Regions from separate parts of the Mus musculus genome. Here region 2 is linked to region 1. The links are chromatin contacts, called in public HiChIP or PLAC-seq maps. All regions are on one chromosome and are shown on one strand. The core of a region is the stretch at or near the end of the contact, and the rest is flanking DNA. Distances in the headings are between cores, read along the strand shown.

Region 1 (3,606 bases), core at 701-3,200:
GCAGAGTGCCCAGAAGGATCAGATGCTAAATGACATTCTGTTGGTATTAGAAAGATCATCTACATATTGATGTATAATTGTTGAAACTCTGTGTACTCCTGTAAATGGTAAGCCCTCTAATAACAAGTACCGTGTCTCTCTGATAGCCAACACTTGATGCTCTTGGAATAAAATATATGTTCTTATCTTTCTCGTTCTCAGCATTATTATCTCATGTTTTCTCCTCATCAATGACCATTTTGATAGATGAGGATATCCACTTCCCAGTGAGAGGTAAAGGAGCTCTTGGTACTATGTGAGCTCTTATTTACAAATAGAGTTGGCGTCCAATTCTGATCTATAGACTGATGGTTTTCCTTGTGTAGTATTTGTGGGAGATGCCTGATTGGTCATCTGCAGGCTATGGTAGGAGAATATTGAAAACAGCTTATGTCAATGAAAGAGTTTGCATAGTAAGTCCTTAAATATTTCCTCTGGAGACTTCAACTCATCAGTGGTTATGACAAATACATGAGTCTATTGAATCCAACTTCAATTGTATTTCTAAAAATAAAACAAACAAACAAAAAAACCCTTATAACCTCTTATCCAGCATTACTCAGTCAGTTGGTGGAAGTTGGGCTAAAGGTTTGGGATGTAGAATCATCAAAGTTTTCTGAATATAGAAGATATAATCTCATATAACCTTGAAAGACATAGAAACGTGAAGAAAGAATTCCAAATCTTCCAGTAAAGGGACAGAGATAGCAATAGTGCCATTTGGAGAGATTTATATGAAATACTTGTGTTGGAGAAAACATTGCTATAGAATTCCTGAGTTCAAGATACTTTGATTTCAATGGTAGATGTCAAATCATTGGCTGTTGCATCTTTGTGCAGTTTTGAAAGACCATAAGTCTGCTCCGTTTTTAAGGACTGAACTCAGCATACAGAAAACAAAAGACTGTTTACTCCTGGATGCACAGAAAACAGGTAAGGTATTCATTGTATAAGTAATCAGGATATTGTATCATATATTTAAGAGCATATATTTCAGAATGAGTCATATAAACCTGGATGAGCAACCCCTGACATTAATGACCCTGCCTATTTGGCATCTATAAGCTTCCATGCTCTGTTACAAAGTGGAGATACTAGTATATGGTCACAAGATTACTGAAAGAGTTAATGTAGATCATGTAAATACTTACTTAACACTAACCATCATTTTTATACCAAGAGAAAGAAAGAGATGACTATTAAATATGAACAAAAATCACAGTCTGGAGTAATTCCTAAATGGAATGGAATCCTAGCACCTGGAAAGGATAGTACAAGGAATAAAATATGGTATTGGAAAAGGACTCCAAGCCCTTACACAAGTGAATCTTAAAAATAAATTCTATCATGTAATTGGACTGGAAAGGCTCTTGTGAAAGCCAAAAAACTTGGGCTCTAAAGTGACTCATAACCTACTCTTGGTGTTCTTCAGCCAACTTTATATAAATCCTCATAGTTCAAAGACATACAGAAGTGCTCATTTTAACTGGTAATTTGGAGGTCACTTAAGACTAAAGGTCATGGACTAGTTGGCCCGTGGTTCCCAGGATAGCTAGGCAGCTCACCAATAATTGGTGGTCCCTTGCAGGCATAATCACTGTTTTGTCCAATGGTATCCATTGACACGGCTTGGAGTGGCTAATGGCAAGGCACATTCTACTCGTTGTCAAGTGTGGAAAAGGAAACCAATGTTTTGGAGTACTTTTTTGACTTCAAGTGTTCTATTACAAAATGTCCATATCCATTAGATCTCCAAACTTTATTGAAGTAAATGTTCCCACCCTTTAGGCTGTGGGAAAGCAATGGTTAATGACTCTTAGGGATTTTGTGAGTCACAAATCTAGATAGGTGACCTTTGAGCCAAGACCAGTGCCAGCTCTTCCATATCACTCAGTCCTGATAGATTCTAGTTAATCAAAAGCTCATAGCCCAGGAACAAGAGCCATTGAAAAATGCCTGTAATCATACTTTGCTATAGCTTTATCTAGAAGAAGTAATTATAAAAGTAAGGGAAGGGGAAGCCCCATTCACTTCATACTTCCCTCTTGGGAGAGGTCTTTTGAGTTAAATTCCATTTCCATGGTTCTGTAGGTGGTTTCACAATGAGATAGACATGCCTGTTCAACAGAGGAAGTAGTTGGCCCCTTGTCTCTGGGAGAAACAAGAAAGGATGCCATGTTATTCAGAACTAGGGCTTGCTGTAATCTCTGGGCATCGATCCCCTATGCTCTACCCCCTTTTCCTCCAAAGCACTGGGGGTGGGGGTGGGAAGAGTATGCAACCTCATCTAGATTTTGGTGGGGTGTTGGAGATCCTAATTAGGGTTCTCAGCTTGAGCAGTCTCAGAACTCATTGAGCCATTACCTTGGTCCACTTAAGATTCTGTGTCACATTCTCAGAAGTTTTGATTCATGACAGCAAAGTTCATCTCCAATCCAGGAAAAAAAATAATTATGCAGGTGCGCTTTAGAGAATTTAGTAGTATCTGCCTGACTGGGATGCAAGAAAAAGCTGTAGAAGCCAGGAAGATGTGCTTGGAGGAATTAGTAGGGGAAAGTTCAGAAGAGGATTTGATTCCATGATAAGAGGTTGTGAAAAAAAAAAAAACTGGATGTTTATGGATTCCTGTTAGCCTCGTAGTGATACAGTGCATACATTATAATAATCACTGTTGCAGAAAGACTATATTAAGTTGGTTCAATAGATTTAGAATAGCTAGGAGAACAGTTTTTCTCTTTATACCACCCACGCCCCATCAATAGACACACAAACATATAGATTATAGATAGATAGATAGATAGATAGATAGATAGATAGATAGATAGATGATAGAGATGGATAGATAGAAAGACACATAAATATACAGATGATAATTAATTAGATAGATATAGATTGAGATATAGAGAGATGTCTTCTTTCGTTATCTGTGTGTATATATGTGCACGTGTATGGGCATGACTGTGTGTTTGTGTGTCCATGTTGATTCAAATAAAGATATAAGGAGGCTTGAACTGAAACCAGTAAAAAAAAATATACATTCTTGTGATGTTTTAATAAAATTATCCTCATAGGCCCTCCGGGAGTGGTACTTTTTGAAGTAGGTGTGACCTTGTTGGAGGAAGTATTGTCACTCTAAATGGGCTTTGAGGTTTCAGATGCTCAAGCCAGGCCCAGGGTCACCCTCTCTTCCTGTTGCCAGCTTATCTGGATATAGAACTGTCATCACCATGTCTTCCTGACTGTCACTGTCTTAGTTAGGGTTTCTATTCCTGCACAAACATCATGACCAAGAAGCAAGTTGGGGAGGAAAGGGTTTATTCGGCTTACACTTCCATACTGCTGTTCATCACCAAGGAAGTCAGGACTGGAACTCAAGCAGGTCAGGAAGCAGGAGCTGATGCAGAGGCCATGGACAGATGTTCTTTACTGGCTTGCCCAGCCTGCTCTCTTATAGAACCAAGACTACCAGCCCAGAGATGGTCCCACCCACAAGGGGCCTTTCCCCCTTGATCACTAATTGAGAAAATGCCTTAGTGTTGAATCTCATGGAGGCATTTCCTCAACTGA
Region 2 (3,599 bases), core at 731-3,230, 390 kb before region 1:
TCATGCCAATTTGTCTGCCAATTATCATTATATCTACAATGTGAAAGGTGGTTGTAGATTGGGGGAAAGACAATGATATTTAACAGTCTCCCGACAACCCATAATCCTTACTATGATATTAAAGTCAGTGTGTTCTCAGTGATTAATATGTGCACAAAACTGTGCACAACTATAGGATCTAATAAGAACAAATTTCTTTCTCATTTCTCAGGTTTAATTCTCATTTTTAAATTTAATTTTATTTGTAATTCATTTTTTTACACTCCACATTCCATTCCTCACCCCTCCTCACCCACCCTCCAACTGCCCTCACAGTCACACCTCTGATCTTTCTGATCTCTGAATTGACAAATGGGACCTCGTAAAATTGCAAAGCTTCTGTAAGGCAAAAGACACCATCAATAAGACAAAAGGCCACTAACAGATTGGGAAAGGATCTTTACCAATCCTAAATCAGATAGGGGACTAATATCCAATATATATAAAGAACTCAAGAAGCTGGACTCCAGAAAATCAAATAGCCCCATTAAAAATGGGGCTCAGAGCTAAACAAAGAATTCTCACCTGAGGAATACCGAACAGCTGAGAAGCACCTGAAAAAAAATGTTCAGCATCCTTAATCATCAGGGAAATGCAAATCAAAACAACCCTGAGATTCCATCTCACACCAGCCAGAATAGCTAAGATCAAAAATTCAGGTGACAGCAGATGTTGGTGAGGATGTGGAGAAAGAGGAACACTCCTTCATTGTTGGTGGGATTGCAAGCTTGTACAACCACTCTGGAAATCAGTCTAGTGGTTCCTCAGAAAATTGGACATTGTACTACTGGAGGATCCCGAAATACCTCTCCTGGGCAGATATCCAGAAGATGTTCCAACCGGTAAGAAGGACACATGCTCCTCTATGTTCATAGCAGTCTTATTTATAATAGCCAGGAGCTGGAAAGAACTCAGATGCCACTCAACAGAGGAATGGATACAGAAAATGTGGTACATTTACACAATGTAGTACTACTCAGCTATTAAAAAGAATGAATTTATGGAATTCCTAGGCAAATGGATGGACCTGGAGGGTATCATCCTGAGTGAGGTAACACAATCACAAAAGAACTCAAATGATATGTACTCACTGATAAGTGGATATTAGCCCAGAAACTTAGAATACCCAAGATACAAGATACAATTAGCAAAACACATGAACCCCAAGAAGAACGAAGACCAAAGTATGGACACTTTGCCCCTTCTTAGAATTGGGAACAAAAGACCCATGGAAGGAGTTACAGATACAAAGTTTGGAGCTGAGACAAAAGAATGGACCATCTAGAGACTACCACACCCTTGAATCCATCTCATAATCAGCCTCCAAACATTGACACAATTGCATACACCAGCAAGATTCTGCTGAAAGGACGCCGATATAGCTGTCTCTTGTGAGGCTATGCTGGTGCCTGGCAAACACAGAAGTGGATGCTCACAGTCAGCTAATGGATGGAACACAGGCCCTCCAATGGAGGAGCTAGAGAAAGTAACCAAGGAGCTAAAGGGATCTGCAACCCTATAGGTGGAACAACAATATGAACTTACCAGTACCCCCAGAGCTCATGTCTCTAGCTGCATATGTATCAGAAGATGACCTAGTCAGCCATCATTGGGAAGAGAGACCCCTTGGTCTTAAAAACTTTATATGCCTCAGTACAGGCGAGTTCCAGGGCCAAGAAGTGGGAGTGGGTGTGTAGGGGAGTGAGGGGGAGGGTATGGGGGACTTTTGGGATAGCATTGGAAATATAAATGAAGAAAATACCTAATTAAAAAAAGAATATAAACTTTCATGAACAGGATAGTCAGTGCAGTTAGGATCACTGTCACATTGTATGCTAGTCTCTCATTGCTGTGACACATCAAGGAGGAAGAATCTTTTAGGTTTGAAGGAATGGAGTCCATTGTGGCTGGAAAAGTGTGGCCATGGGAATGACTCATAGCTGTGGTGGCAGCAGTTTGAAGCTGCTTGCTCACATCTGAGATGATTTGGATGTAGGAGAGCCAGAGCAAGCCTGGGCTATATTTTAAAGCTCCTCCCTGTAGTGACCCACATCTTGCATCTAAGACTGTCTCCTAAAGATTCCCAAACCTATAAAACAAGAGTTACCTGCTGGAGATGAGACATTCAAGCAAATGAGCTTGTGAGGGAAATTTGACATTCAAACCTTAAGACATGGCTATTGAGCAAATAGAAAAGGGGATTTAAACAAAGTATACTGACTCCATACCTGCATTTTCTGCCATTTGTCACAACATTGGCTATCCTCCGCCCCCATCCCCACAATGTAACATTCTAGACCTTAACATTCCTTACTCATGAAATGTACAGGAAGTTGGGAACTAACTGAATATCTGTTGAATACATCCCTGCATTTGGGAGTTATTAAGACATACCTAATTTGCAGCTGTGAACTTGCTAACTTAGTTTGTTTTAAATGAGATGAGAATGCATGTTTTGTTTTTTAAATGGGGGAAAGCGAAGGAATCTTCCACTGGCTGAGCAATGTAATCAAACATGTTGTTTGAAGCCTGGTGCCCCAACTAGGTCAAGAATCATTGGAGTAAGACCCAAAGTTCACACTGACAGAAAAATAAAGTTCGAACTGACAGGGTGGCAGAGGCAAAGCCTACTTTGTTTTCAAACTCATACCCTCTACTCTGAGCTGGAAGAGGCTTATCTTGGTTGCTTCATCCTTTGACAGCACTCTGCCTGGGCTCCTTTGGTATTCCCAGTGCAGTAAATCTTATCTTTCTTTAATGTAGGCTCAGTTTTGTTTTAATTAGTATGACTTCTTTTAATTACAAGAGTCTTTTCTTCCTTCACTCCATTACAAGTTCAAAGGCATGTTCTTTAGAGTCTTCTGCACTCAGGTCACCTTATCTGTGGCCCTTCCTTCTCATCAGCTTTTATTGTCAAACCTTCAGTGTGGCTTCAGTGCACATGGCTTGATTTTACTTTTATGTCCTGACTTGCCCTGGACGGCCCAAGTCATTCAGAGAAGGGTGGCCCAGGGACAAGAAAGCCATTTTCAGTTCTGGATTCCCATAATTAATTGCTTTTTAATCAGGAGCAATGACTCTTTTGGCAAATGAGCCTGCCAAATATTTGCTTCCTCCCCTTGTGAGACGTTCAGCTCCAGCCAGCCACTGAAACCACACAGTTAGCTGAATAGCTTGGGGACAAGGATGCAGGCTGCAATTGTGTGAGGCTGTAGAGAGTTATTCATGAAATAGGGAGGCTTGTCTGAGATGGTGTCCATGTTAGACAATCTTAGCTGTTTTTTTTTTTTTAAACTGTCACTAATTCCTTTTACTATATTTATTTCATTCTCTGACTTAACTGCCAGGACGTGAAGATAAGGTGTATATTGGATTTTTTTGTCTCCACAAATATTTTAGGGCATATGAACAGAGAACACACAAGAAAAATGGACTACACACATGAAAAAACCTAACAAGTGATTGCTGTGTATTGCAACAAAGGGAATAGGATAGGACAGGAAGACAGTTAGAATGGGTTGGCCAAGAATACAGACCAAAACAGGTGGCATATGAAAGTT

Evidence for each region. HiChIP or PLAC-seq counts read pairs in DNA pulled down with a chosen protein or histone mark.
Region 2: a CTCF HiChIP or PLAC-seq map of the NIH/3T3 cell line shows a contact between it and region 1, with 5 read pairs. The contact joins two enhancer-like sites. A contact is called at or near these places in 1 of 15 datasets of contacts at CTCF or cohesin (the NIH/3T3 cell line) and 4 of 484 Hi-C or Micro-C datasets (B cells, CD8 T cells, nephron progenitors and 1 more).

Annotation. Positions count from the first base shown.
Region 1 is chr15:61,167,550-61,171,155 of GRCm38.p6, reverse strand. No RefSeq gene overlaps it. Among named protein-coding and RNA genes, the nearest start is that of Gm38563, 12 kb to the right of the region's middle. Within about 2 kb of position 1,950, at least 20 of the 459 cell types and tissues checked have an H3K27ac peak or open chromatin away from gene starts, as enhancers often do. A contact at or near this core is called in the NIH/3T3 cell line, where this site is marked.
Region 2 is chr15:61,561,917-61,565,515 of GRCm38.p6, reverse strand. No RefSeq gene overlaps it. Among named protein-coding and RNA genes, the nearest start is that of Gm24696, 210 kb to the right of the region's middle. Within about 2 kb of position 1,980, at least 20 of the 459 cell types and tissues checked have an H3K27ac peak or open chromatin away from gene starts, as enhancers often do. A contact at or near this core is called in the NIH/3T3 cell line, where this site is marked.